2 separate regions of the Mus musculus genome follow, and region 2 is linked to region 1. Evidence: chromatin contacts called from public ChIA-PET data. All regions are on one chromosome and are shown on one strand. The core of a region is the stretch at or near the end of the contact, and the rest is flanking DNA. Distances in the headings are between cores, read along the strand shown. Region 1 has its middle 38 kb from the start of Tnfsf8. Region 2 has its middle 41 kb from the start of 8030451A03Rik.

Evidence for each region. ChIA-PET counts read pairs in DNA pulled down with a chosen protein or histone mark.
Region 2: a contact with region 1 is called in an RNA polymerase II ChIA-PET map of memory CD8 T cells, with 5 times the contacts expected there. The contact joins two enhancer-like sites. A contact is called at or near these places in 7 of 484 Hi-C or Micro-C datasets (the C2C12 cell line, CD4 T cells, the STO cell line and 3 more) and 4 of 115 datasets of contacts at active chromatin or transcription factors (CD8 T cells, double positive thymocytes, memory CD8 T cells and 1 more).

What each region holds. Positions count from the first base shown.
Region 1 is chr4:63,820,599-63,826,639 of GRCm38.p6, forward strand. No RefSeq gene overlaps it. Among named protein-coding and RNA genes, the nearest start is that of Tnfsf8, 38 kb to the right of the region's middle. Within about 2 kb of position 2,728, at least 21 of the 459 cell types and tissues checked have an H3K27ac peak or open chromatin away from gene starts, as enhancers often do. A contact at or near this core is called in CD8 T cells, where this site is marked.
Region 2 is chr4:63,940,671-63,946,711 of GRCm38.p6, forward strand. No RefSeq gene overlaps it. Among named protein-coding and RNA genes, the nearest start is that of 8030451A03Rik, 41 kb to the right of the region's middle. Within about 2 kb of position 2,396, at least 28 of the 459 cell types and tissues checked have an H3K27ac peak or open chromatin away from gene starts, as enhancers often do. A contact at or near this core is called in CD8 T cells, where this site is marked.

The DNA.
Region 1 (6,041 bases), core at 1,478-3,977:
TTTTTGAATAAGATAAGCTTGTTACAAAGAACTTGACAAATAATTCTGTCTGAGCAAGGTATTTTCACAGTATGATCTTCATGGATCATTGAATTCTCCTTCCTCATTTTCTGGCCCTTCCACTGTTCCATTTTCTCTTCTGTGTTCTTCCTAGTATCCTCTTCCAGGCTTCCTCCCTTCATCCCACATATCTATGCAGCTATGGTGGCCCTTCTTTCTTCCACAGCTGGTGGGAATCAACAGGGTTGCTTCATGGCCTAAGCCCCACCCCTTCTCAGGGCCTTGATTACTTCTCTTGAAATTGGGGATAATAACAGTAGCAACCTCCTAGAAATAAGATGAAAAGAGCTCTCTAGATGTAAAAATTCTTAGCCAAGGGCCTGACTGGCAATGAACTCATTGTACATTAGCTATTGTTGTTAGCTGGTAGTGCATTTGTGGGCTTTAACATACATCATCATACACTTTTAGCAGAATGCTTAGTGCACACATGACCTATTTTCGAAATTAGTTTCCAAGCTTCATAAAAGCACATCTGGGCCTCAGATTCTTCTTTCATTTCCACTGTGTTTGTCAAATTTACCAACCATAATAAAAACAATGAATTGAAATTTAGGTTTTTTTAAAAAATACTGTATTTCTGATGCTATCATTACCCTGATCCCTTCTGAAGTTCTGATGGAGTATTTGCCTTTCTCCCATATTCAGATTTATAATGTGTGTGTGTGTGTGTGTGTGTGTGTGTGTGTCTGTGCGTATGTCTGTGTGTGAATTTGTGTGTATACTGTCACAAGATTGTTGAATTGACAACTGCTGTCCTTTATGTAGACCAATTCACAAGAACAGTTCTCTACAGATACTAACAGTTTGGGTGGCATTAAAAACAGACGTAAAAATTTGAATGGCTGTACAATAACCGCAGAGTGAAAATCAGTTTCTATTCTCTAGTCCAGAAATTATGTTCTTATGGGTAAGATTTACATGTGTTGCCAGCAGTTTCTTACAATTTTCTGAATTGTAACAATTTAAGAGACCACAGAAGATTGACACAACCTGAATTCATGAAGCAACACTGTCAGGAAACTTCTGTCTCAGAATTTCCTTCTTTTCCACATATTTTTGGAAATAGAACATCATTCTTGTTTACCCTTTTTGTAAAAGGAGAAAAGAAAAAATCAATACAGGAAGTTTTTGTTTTGAGAACAGCTTGTATTCAAATCATCATGTGATTCAGAGAGAGGCACTGTTGGCATCTTTTCCTCACTGCTTATCTATCTATCTATCTATCTATCTATCTATCTATCTATCTATCTATCTATCTACCTATCTATCTATCATCTATCGTGTTTCCCAGTCACAGGGATGAGCTTTGGTACATGTTTAAGCACATCCTCTTGTCTAAGGTAATTTAGAGATCTCAGTAGTGCAATCTAAAACATAGCTATAAAGGATTTTTCATATTCATGTGGGCTTCATTAGATACCCCTTACTAGTGTAATTGGAAAAATTAGTTTCATTTTCCTCCAAGTCATTATCTGTTTTCAGCTTCCTTGAGTAAGTAGCTACCTGAAAACCAAAATAAAGACTCCATGGACCAAAAAAAAAAAAAAAAAAAAAAAAAAAAAAAAAAAAGAAAGAAAGAAAAAAAAAGCAATAATTTTCTTAAAGCATTGCCTTCGTTATAACTTCTTTGGAGAGACTTTTATTAAAATCTATTATTTAAAAAAAACTTTATGAGATGAAGTATGTTCATGTGGCTCAATGAGCCTTCAAACTCTCCTTCTGCCTCGCTCTTCCCCCTCCACCCAATGTGCTATTCTAGCACTTCTTTCTCTCCCTTTCTTTCCCCACCCTCTTCCTTTCCTTCCTTGCTTCTCTCTCTCACACTTTCCCTCTCTCCTTCCTTGCCTCTTACTCTTTCAATTCCTTCATATTTTTAGAGTGAATATAACCAAGTCCATAGAAGGTCTAAAAATTTCCCCCAACACTAACAGACACAATTGTGAAAAACTCTGATACAGTCCTTATCACAGCAGGCAGTCTTGAGGGCTGCAGGGAGTAGTGATAGGATACACTTCTCTCTGTGGGCAAATTTTTAATGTGTGTGAGTGTGCACTGCGCATATATCTGAACATACAAGGCACCAGCAATACCAGCCAGGGCTGCAGCATGCTTTCTTTAAAGGGTCAACTGTCAGCTTTGCAGGCATGCGGGAGCTCTTGCATTCTGGGATAGCCACTTCCCTCACCACAACTGCCCCAAATCAGGCATGGATTCTGAATGATGAAGGATAAAGTTGTGCTCCTTCAACACTTTATGGTCAGCCATTTGGCAGAGGCTGCCTCTTGCTGACTCCCGAATACAGTGTAGTACTGAGTACAATAAAAATCAATGCCAGGGTCTCCCAGTCTTTATCAATGGACAGTGTTGCTTAGTTCTCTCATCTGTCATTTGAAATAATGGTCTTGTAAACCCAAAAGTGCTACGCAGGCATCTTAGATGGCATTTGCTCCATCTTCCATTTACTGAAGAAATATACATCAGACACCCACTGTGTGCCAAGAGCTTTCCTGGGATCACAATGATGGTAGATGCAGATGAATCACATACAATTTGGAAAAAGTACTAATACCGGAGTGCTGGATGATTGTGAGGTTGGGCTCACAGCACAAGATGACAGCCTGGAGGTGGGGGTGGGGTTTTACCCAAGATACAGGCGCTCATGAAGGGAAGTGGTTTGTCCTGGGCAGGAAATGAGTACACACGTTGGGATGGGGGTGGCCAAACTTCTTCCCCTGTCTGGAACCCAGAAAAGTTGTGCCAAGACTCCGAATTACAGAAAGAGCTGTATGATTCTGTATGGGGGTGTGAGCTATTTCCTGGCCATACTGGGTTTGACTTAGGGTGAATGGTATTATTGAATTCATACTTTTCCACTCCCAAGTGTCAGTGGCAAAGAGAACAGGTACCCCATTTGTGGAGAAACCAGAATCAAGACTCAAGGTTCTGCAGAGGCTTAAATGAGCAAGTCCTTTTCTGTAGCCCAGAATAGAGTGTGAATGGGAGGAGGATCAGGCCAGAATAACTAGAAGGAGGGATGGTTTTACTTTGTACACACGGGAGGGAATGCATTCTGCATTTGGATATTGTTCTCAGAGAACAAGGTCAGACACATAGGGTGCAGAGAGTGAATGACTCTGGTGGTGAGACCATTAAGTCTCATGGTCTAACTTAGCCTGATAGTGGCTCCTGAGAAATAAGATCTGATATGGAATTTTGTGAAAAAGGTCAAGTTAACTAAGCTGAAAGGGTAGAGGTGGGGCAAAATCCTTATGGATGACGCTTGCACAAAGGCAAGTGGCCTCCTGGCTGCTCACCACTCTCTGACGATAGATGAGACTCGGGAGCCAGATGGTGAATGTTTACAACTGGTTCTTCAGCTAAGAAGCTGCTTACTCTTGGACAAGCTTTTGCATTTCTTTGAACCTCTGTTTCTCCAATAATCTCATGTGATTATTGGGAGCATGAAATGGCCTACAGTGTCTGGAAGGTTTAGCGTACTGCCTGGATTCAATAAGCGTCAGCAATCGTGCTTACGTGCTATAGAATGGATTAAGTCAATACATCATGAATGACATCAGAGGAACCTGGAAAGATCACAGTTGAGCTCTGTGTCTTTGTGAACATGCATCAGCAGCAGGAACAGAGTTTCCTTCAGCATTTGGCTGTTGGTTTCTTAGCTGCAACTGTCTATCCTGGGATGGGATGGGCATTTTTTTTTTCCTGTTTACTCCAGAGCTTCTGCTGACTCTATGTGGACAGCTAGTAAAAGGAAACCAGAGAGTCAGAAAAGGGCAGAGTCAGAAGGTCACCACAGTTATGTCATCTGTGGTCTAAGCCATGAGAATGGAATAGTGAATTACTTAGGCTGGGTTCTCTTGGAGGAGGACTGACCTTCAGCTTCGTGTGCCCCGAGATACATTCGTCAATAACTCAAGCTGGTCATTCCCTCATTCTACTGATGGTGCAATTCTATTTCCAAGTTCTGTTTGTGCCAGACACCTTGGTTCGTGCTGCTTCAGAGATGAATTTCTGCTTCATTTCTATGTGGACAAGGGGCTTATCTGCAGCGGCGGGTCTGGGGCTGCCTCAGCGTAGACTTAAGGAGAGGGTCCTTGGTGTTCTGCCTCTGTGGAAGCCTGACCCTAAGGAGTTCTCCATTTTGTAGGGATTGTAGATATACTCACCCTTTGAGTGTTTGCTTCATGGAGGTCTTTGCTGAGTGAGCCAATGGCTGTTTTCTCCTGATGCAGAAGGAAACACCTTTGTGCATAATGAACCTTTATTTCTTTCAAACCTGCATTGATTCGTTATCTCCTTCTCTGCTCTCCACAAGCCAAGGTCTTTTAGAGAAAGTGTCCACAATAAAATACCCCCAGCTGCATACTTTTCAAACTTAGTACGTATCCTGACTTGGTGGCGTTGGAAAGGATTCTTCTCATTTTAAAGCAGAGGAACAAAGAGTCCAAGAGACTTGCTGAGGTCAGAAGGTTAGCAATTTCTTTTACGAGGACTTAACACTCAAGCATGCTGATGCTGTAGTGACTGTCTCTTCCCATTGTTAATCTCTACATGTTTTCTCTCCTTTCTTTACTACAGGGAAGGGACAATCCTCACCAGAGCATCTTGATGGTGTCCAAAGCTTTCACCACAATGGGCATACTCTTATCCCAGCCCGCAGCTCTTTCCCAAGAGTCCCACGGAGAGAGTGAGCAAAAGGGCAAAGTTTAAAAATGGATGATAATTTCCAATGAATGAAAGCATTGTGTTTATATACTGATGCGTTCTCTAATGTGTAGGCTGTCACATTTGCCTAGATGCAGGAAGGGAAAGGATATGCTACTTCCAAAGGTAGACAGAGCTGGAGGAATGGGGGATAGAGTAGACTCTAAGCCATCATCTTTACTAGAGAAGCCAGTGTTCTCTAGATAGAGTGGTACCTTGGGATATTTCTTTAACAAGATCCTTAACAAAAATCCATGTCCTGTTCCATATCTGTAAGAGATGCTCCTTTTTCTCCAAGTTGCTGGGTGATGCCAACATCAGGACGTAATTTGAATGTTGAAAATTTAAACAATTAACTTTAAAAGCTTTGCTCATTTATTTTAGCATGCATTTAAATTTTTTATCCAAAAATACTTTTATTTATCCTTACCAATTGTACACTCAGATACAATGTACCTTGCTTGCATCATACTCTATTCACCTTCATCTCCTGTTCACTGAGCTCAGTTAGTGTATCCTGCAGGTGCACTGGGAAATCTGTGCATGTGTGGGGGTCCAGTAGCTGCACCCACAAAAGAAAAAGGCACGCCTCAGCTATCAATTGCCAATAGCCCCTCAGCTATGGGCAGAGCCTCATGAAACCCTCCCCTAACAATACTGAATAAGCACACATTTTGACTTTTTATTTAAGTCAAAGTGATTTCATAAATCAGGGTGATTCCCAGGAAGATACCATCTGATTCTTTAAATGATGCCAAGGATTATTTTATGTTTTTATTTTTTAAGTTTATTTTTTATTATTAGATACTGTCTATATTAACATTTCAAATGTTATCCCCTTTCCTCATCTCCCCTCCAAAAACCCCCTATCCCATCCTCTCTCCCCCTGCTCACCAACCCACCCACTCTCACTTACCTGTTCTGGGATTCCCCTACACTGGGGCCTTCACAGGACCAAGGACATCTCTTCTCAATGATGTCCCACAAGGCTATCCTCTGCTACATATGGGGCTGGAACCTTGAGTCCCTCCGTGTGTACTCTTTGGTTGGTGGTTTAGTCCCTGGGAGCTCTGGGGGTACTGGTTGGTTCATATTGTTGTTCCTTCTGTGAGGTTGCAAACTCCATCAGCTCCTTGGGTCCATTCTCTAGCTCCTCCATTGAGGACCCTGTGCTCAGTCCAGTGATTGCCTTAATCATCATCTCACCAAACAAGAGAGAGAAAGGAGAGTCCCAAGCTCTTTGGGTGTGATGAAGA
Region 2 (6,041 bases), core at 1,146-3,645, 120 kb after region 1:
GAAAAAAAAAAAACCTGAGAAATACTCCTTGTGAACAGAAGGACAACTGTAAAGTGGCTGATCAGCAGTCACCTGGTCTGAGACTCTCCTCACCAGTGAAGGCAGTCAGATTCATGTCGTATCTTAACACCGAAAATCAGCTCCTGCCTCTATCAGACAGTCCCTCTCTATTACCGTCATGCTTATAATTTCAGTCAATCCTTGACCTTAAATTGGGGCCACAACCTTCAGATCCTGCTGGGTCACTGATGATCAGAGGATGACACTTGGAATCCAGTAACTCTTGATGCTAACACTTCCCGGCCTCAGCTTTTCCATCCATAGAATGGGGAGAATAACACACACGGCTGTTTTGAGGTCTGCATGGGCTCATTGTGAAAACTGCTTAGTATGCTGACTGTAAGCAGGCAGCACTCAGGAAAGCTGCGGTTATTCTCATAGCAATCCAATGCACTAGAAACGAGTTCTGGGCACTTGCATAACAATTGAGTTAGACCTACATCTTGGGGCTTCCCTACTGGCCCCATTTGTACGAGTAGCCTTCAGCTCAGTGTCTTGTCCCTGCTGGTCCCAATTCTTTGCCCTGAACATCATTCAGCTTATCTGAGGTCTAAATTCCATCTAGTCCCAGTGTTGCCAACAAATTCTGTTTCTTCTTCCTCCTCCTCCTCTCTTGCTACCATTCCACCTAAAGTTCTGTCTGCTGAGTCCATGGAAGACTTCCATGGCGACCACCCAAATGCTGCGGTCTGCAGTCTGAAGCTTTTCCAGGGGCTGTTTACTGTTTAGCCCTTAATGGCCTCTCTGATTTGATCTTGAGTCTCATATGTTCCGACCACAGTGCGCTTCCTTCTGAGCTCATTAGGCTTTAGGGCAGAGCCTGAGACCAAGGCACAAAAGATGGTCCCAAGATCAGGGTGAGGGAGTAGGTGGAGTGAGACAGGGAAGGAAAACAGTTGACATGGGTTGCACAATCAATTGTTTCCTGTTCTGAGTAGCCTTGACTCTGTCCCCCCCAAGGGCAGGTTGACAATGCCTCCCAATTGCCTTGCTATAGGACAGAAACCTTTGACACTCCTCCACTCTTCCTCCCCTGAACTGGAATAGAGTCCCCCATTATTTTACACTTTGAAAATGACTTTGGCTTAGACAAACTGGACTCCCAAGCTCTTGAGAAAGTCCTGAGGCAGAGACGTGGAGACCCACTGGCTTGGAGGGAGAGCATGTGCATATGTATTGCAGATTAAATATGAAAATGTGTCCGTAGATGCTACCTTGTTACCAAGCTGTTCCCCACTCCAGGCCTCTTGCAAGAACTGTGTCTCCCATCATGCATGTTTAGATTCAAATGTCCCAGTTTTAGAGATAGCCCTCTTGACATTCTGTCTGAAGGAGGCTACTGTGGTTCCTCTATCCAATGCCAGTTTTTCTTCATGACCCTTTTCTAGTATCTGGGTTAAAACCTACCAGCTCACAGCATGTCCAGGTCATGGCAGAGGTTCAAGCAAGACTGATGCCAGACTTGACTTGGGCAATTATATAGAGAGGTCAGATTCCAGGGTAAGAAGCAGGTAATAAAGCATGCGATGGCTCAGATGATTATTACGTGTGGGGTGGAGGACATCAAGAGGTGAGGGCAGGGAATTCTACAGAGTTGAACACAAAAGGCACAGAGACCAACTATCAGAGGTTCAGAGGGAGGCAGCAATAGGTTGTCACTCAGAGACAGGACAGACCCAGACTTATATGCACAGGTGGAGGTGGGCTGGCATGGAGAATTTTGTATCTGGTTCCTCTTCTTCAGTGTAGCCAGGTGCATGATGTCATTGGAGGCTGGAGAAAGTGATGACTTCCTTACAGCCTTAGTGCAGATTTCTGTGTGGTTACAGTCTGTTCTCCAAACCTAAACATAGTGGGACTTCAGGAACGAACACAGGGATTTTTGGGTCTCATCTCTATAGCCTCTGTAGACTCATGTGTGTAGCCTAAAATTGCCCCGGGTGTCCTGGAGGGCCTGGAATGAAGAGGCATGTGAAGACATCTTCTACCAGCATGGACTCTCTAGGCTGCAGGTAGACAAGCATGCCTGTACAGCTTCTCTGAACACAGTGTCTCACATTCCCGGAGCTGAGGATATAGGTTCCACTTGATAGTGACCTCATGATCTTGTCTCAATTCTCTGTGCTGCAGGGAACTATCTCCCCTCCACAGGGGAGGCTACAGAGTGCTGCATCCACCCTGCAGGCAGAGAAATCATCAAGGCATATGTCTTTTTGCCTTAAGGATTTTTTTCTCCTCCAAATAGACTTATAACAACAAGTAACCCCCTGGTTTCTATCACTTCTGCATTTAGAGTCTGTACTCCCTCCTGGTAGAGTTGATGTTAGTGGTCACAGGAAAGGGGTGTGGCCCTCTTGTCAGCTCAGATGTGCAGGCTGAGGCTGTTAATCATGTTCACAACCATTGCCACCACTTGGGTAGTAAGGTTTCAAGTCAGCGTGTTTCACTTAATTCCGATTGCATAAAGCAGACCACCGCCTCAGTGACACTGGCCAAACCTGCCTCAGTTTCCAGCTCTGTAGAATGGAGACTATAGGGTGGTGGTGAAGGTTAAATGAACTTTGATATGGACAGCAGCTGTAACAGGAACTGCTGTCAATCAGGGCTTGTTTTATTTTTAGCTCCATCTTTCGTGTCAAAATGGAGGACCTAAAGAAGAAACACCAAGGAGCTTTTACAAAATGGGAATCTGTACAATTTCACATCTTAAATATTATTCTTTGTGGAAGAATTTTTAGTGGTGTATGGGTAAAACAGAGAGCAAATTACATCATTGGCGTGAAAAGGAGAAGAGAGACTGGTGGAAGGAACTAGAACAAATAGACCACAGCATAGACCTGAGCCATGATGACTGAAAGGCAATAACTCTGTCCTTGTAGCAAATTAACCTGGGAGCTGCCAACTGATAGACAGTTGACATCCTGAGCAGCACTGCACACATATTTGTCTGCAGGTATATTTGTGAGGGCACCGGATGCTGTAGGGATATCTCTTGTGACTCCCTAAAGGATATACGACTTTGAGTATAGTTTTCCATAATCAGCTTTGTCATGACCAGCCACCAGAGGTAGACATCTTATGTGATTCTCTGGAGGACCTGGGCCTTTGCTTCATGAGACTAGAGTACCAAATTAGAAGTCATAATGGAAGTGAGATATAATTTTGTCTGCTTCTCACACTCAACTAGGTATGTTTAGAGTTAACATTCATTTTTCTTTGCCTGCTTCATGCTCTTCTGTAAAGCAGCTAAAAGGCACGAGGCACTTGACCTGGCCTGTTCAGGCTTCCACTTAAATTAACCGAAAGCACTCACATTAGCTCCACCTATTGACCAGCCAGTCAAATGGGTATTGATCATTTAGTCTGTGTGAAGGATGGCTGCGGGGAGTATAGCCAAGATACTGTTTGTCATTTACTACGGTGCAGCTCTGTATTGTAGGTACAGCGGTGCATTTATTGTAGTTATATGAGACAGTTATCATTTGTGTTTTATAAAAGAAAACGTTTGAAAACCCTAAATCATTAGGGAGCATGACCAAATGTAGATGGCTAGTTCCATTGTAGAACCAGGATTTGAAAGAGACGGATGGTCCATTCACTCATGAGCACTGCTACTTTTCTCAACAGTGATGACTGCCACAAAGACTCAAAGACATAATTCCTGTTTCCAACACACTCACTGTCTGGCAGGCGAGGCAGTTTCCTGACTGCATGGTCAGGGGTCCTACTTTACCCAGACTCTCGTCTTAGCATTGAAAGCATCTGTTATAAGATGCACATCGAGTGACTTAAGTTCCACTGGAATACTCTGTGGATTACTTGGGGGAAGAGAAAACAAAGGATTATGTGGTGTCTAGGGCAAGGAAGAGAGGGATACGATCTCTTTATGGTAAAGATCTCCTTTATAGGCACGCGCCTCTGACTGCGTTCCAAGTTTCTTGCAGCTTCCTAGGTGAGGTTTGGAAAGGCTCATGTAACAGAGAAATTTGCCCAAGAATAATTTCTTGTAAAAGTGATTCCAACCCAGGAGACAGAGACATTCGTCATGTCTGGGGCTGACTGCTTTTTTTTTTCTTTCAGTAAGAAGCACATTTGTGGGAATATGGATTAAATCAGAGGTGTTGGGGTTCATCACTTTGTAGGGGTAGCTCCTGTGTATGTGGTCTCTGGGGACGTGCTCTTTCAGAATTCCTTTGTTCTCCAAAGAAGAGTGCTTACATTTCCCAGTGTCTCAAATCTTCATGCTTGTCTCAGTCCATTGCACTTGGGATGCAGGCTAGAGACTGAAAACCTGGAGAGGAAACATCTTCAACACCTTGGAAGCAAGAGAGAACCAAGTCAGAGGCCTAGAAGGGAGATACCGTAGGGCTGGGGGTGAGGGCAGATTGCAGTTCACCTAGTTACCATTAGTACCTGAGGCCCTTGCCATGTCAAGTCAAGGGCTTGCTGCTGCTATGAGAATCTCTTTCTTGGTATGACTTTGGTCTTTCCAAGTCTTCCTCCCTTAGCCTATTTTGTTTTCTTGTGGAATCCATTATTAGATTCTGTTTCTCTCTATCACTCAGCAAGCAAGTCTACTCTGTTTATGACAGAGGTTGTTTTAAAACAAACATCACATCTCTGTTCTTTATCAATGATCATTTTCTCAAGAGGTAGTTTCTATTCTCTCCACTCTCCTGGAGGCCTACATAGACCTCATTCTAAGGATGGCAGATATAATACCTCATCTGTCAACAGAGTGAAAACTTCTTTTCTACAAGGCTTGATGTGACCTCTGAATTCCAAGTATCCTCCGGGCAGTATAAATTGATTTATTAATGAAGAGTTTGTAATGGGGTGCCTATCCATCTAATGGTAGATGTGGCATTGAGGATTCTTTACCCGTGGCGTGCTGCAGTGGTGGGAGTGGATATTTGAGACATGACAGTGGTGGTCCAGTAGACGTGGAAGGGATTCAGTGCTCCTCTCCATCAAAGCACAGTGATGGACATACTCAAGAATCTGCAGTCTGCTCTGAGGTCTCATCAGTCACATGGAGTGGAAGGCACCTAATGCGCTTCACTCGGGTTTTTGGATTGACACATCTGTCCACACCTGGATCTCCTGCTCATCTGAAAGGCACCCAGTGGAGCATGGTCCTCAGCCTCTTTGAAGTTGGCTCTACTCTCTTTCTGACTCTGAGGCTCTTTTCGTACACTGAGGGCCTCTTCTTCTTCTCCTCTGCTAGCTACTTATTAAGTCCTTAGTGAGAAGAAAATCTACAGAGCAAAGACGATGGCTCTGGGGACAACCAAGGCCTCCTTTGGTCCTTTTGAGCAACTCCTGAGCACACAAGAGAGGGAGGCCATGCTGGAGCTGCCCCCAGCATGCCTGGGAAACTCCCCTCTCCTTTCCTTCATGCTCTTAAGGACCTTCAGCATCAGTGATGCTTTGAGAGGTCAGTGGATGTGCCTTCTCTCCCTCTGATTCTTAAGAAATGTTCCTTCCCTGCTCTGAAACTGGGAGGGTGCTCCTGAGGAACCCTGTGAATACAGAGTCCTGGGAGAAGTACTTTTCCTTTGGTTAGGCGTGTAGTGTACTCTGTCTTTAAAAAACACTGAAATTCATAGTATTTGCCCCTCACCTCAACCCAAGTTTTCTGCTAAGTTCACTGGAGGACAATCTAATTCTCTGGATAAAAGTCTATTTCTACATGCCCTCATAGAGCAATTCTGTGACTGTTTCTCTAAACCACACTCTTCTATTCTCTTTTGTTAAGCTCATGGCAAGGGCAAGCATGATCTGAAATCAGATCCATGATGATTATAGGTGTGGCATCAAGATCACTTTCTGTTTATTTCAGCTGTACAATGATGAACAGGAGTTACGGGATACTGTCAGCACTCTGTTAGGAATCCTGGGCGTTCCTAATATTGATGATTGATGCTGTTACGGTTTGTGCAAGTGGAGCACAAACTCCATTAGTAAGTGGAGCTAATGAG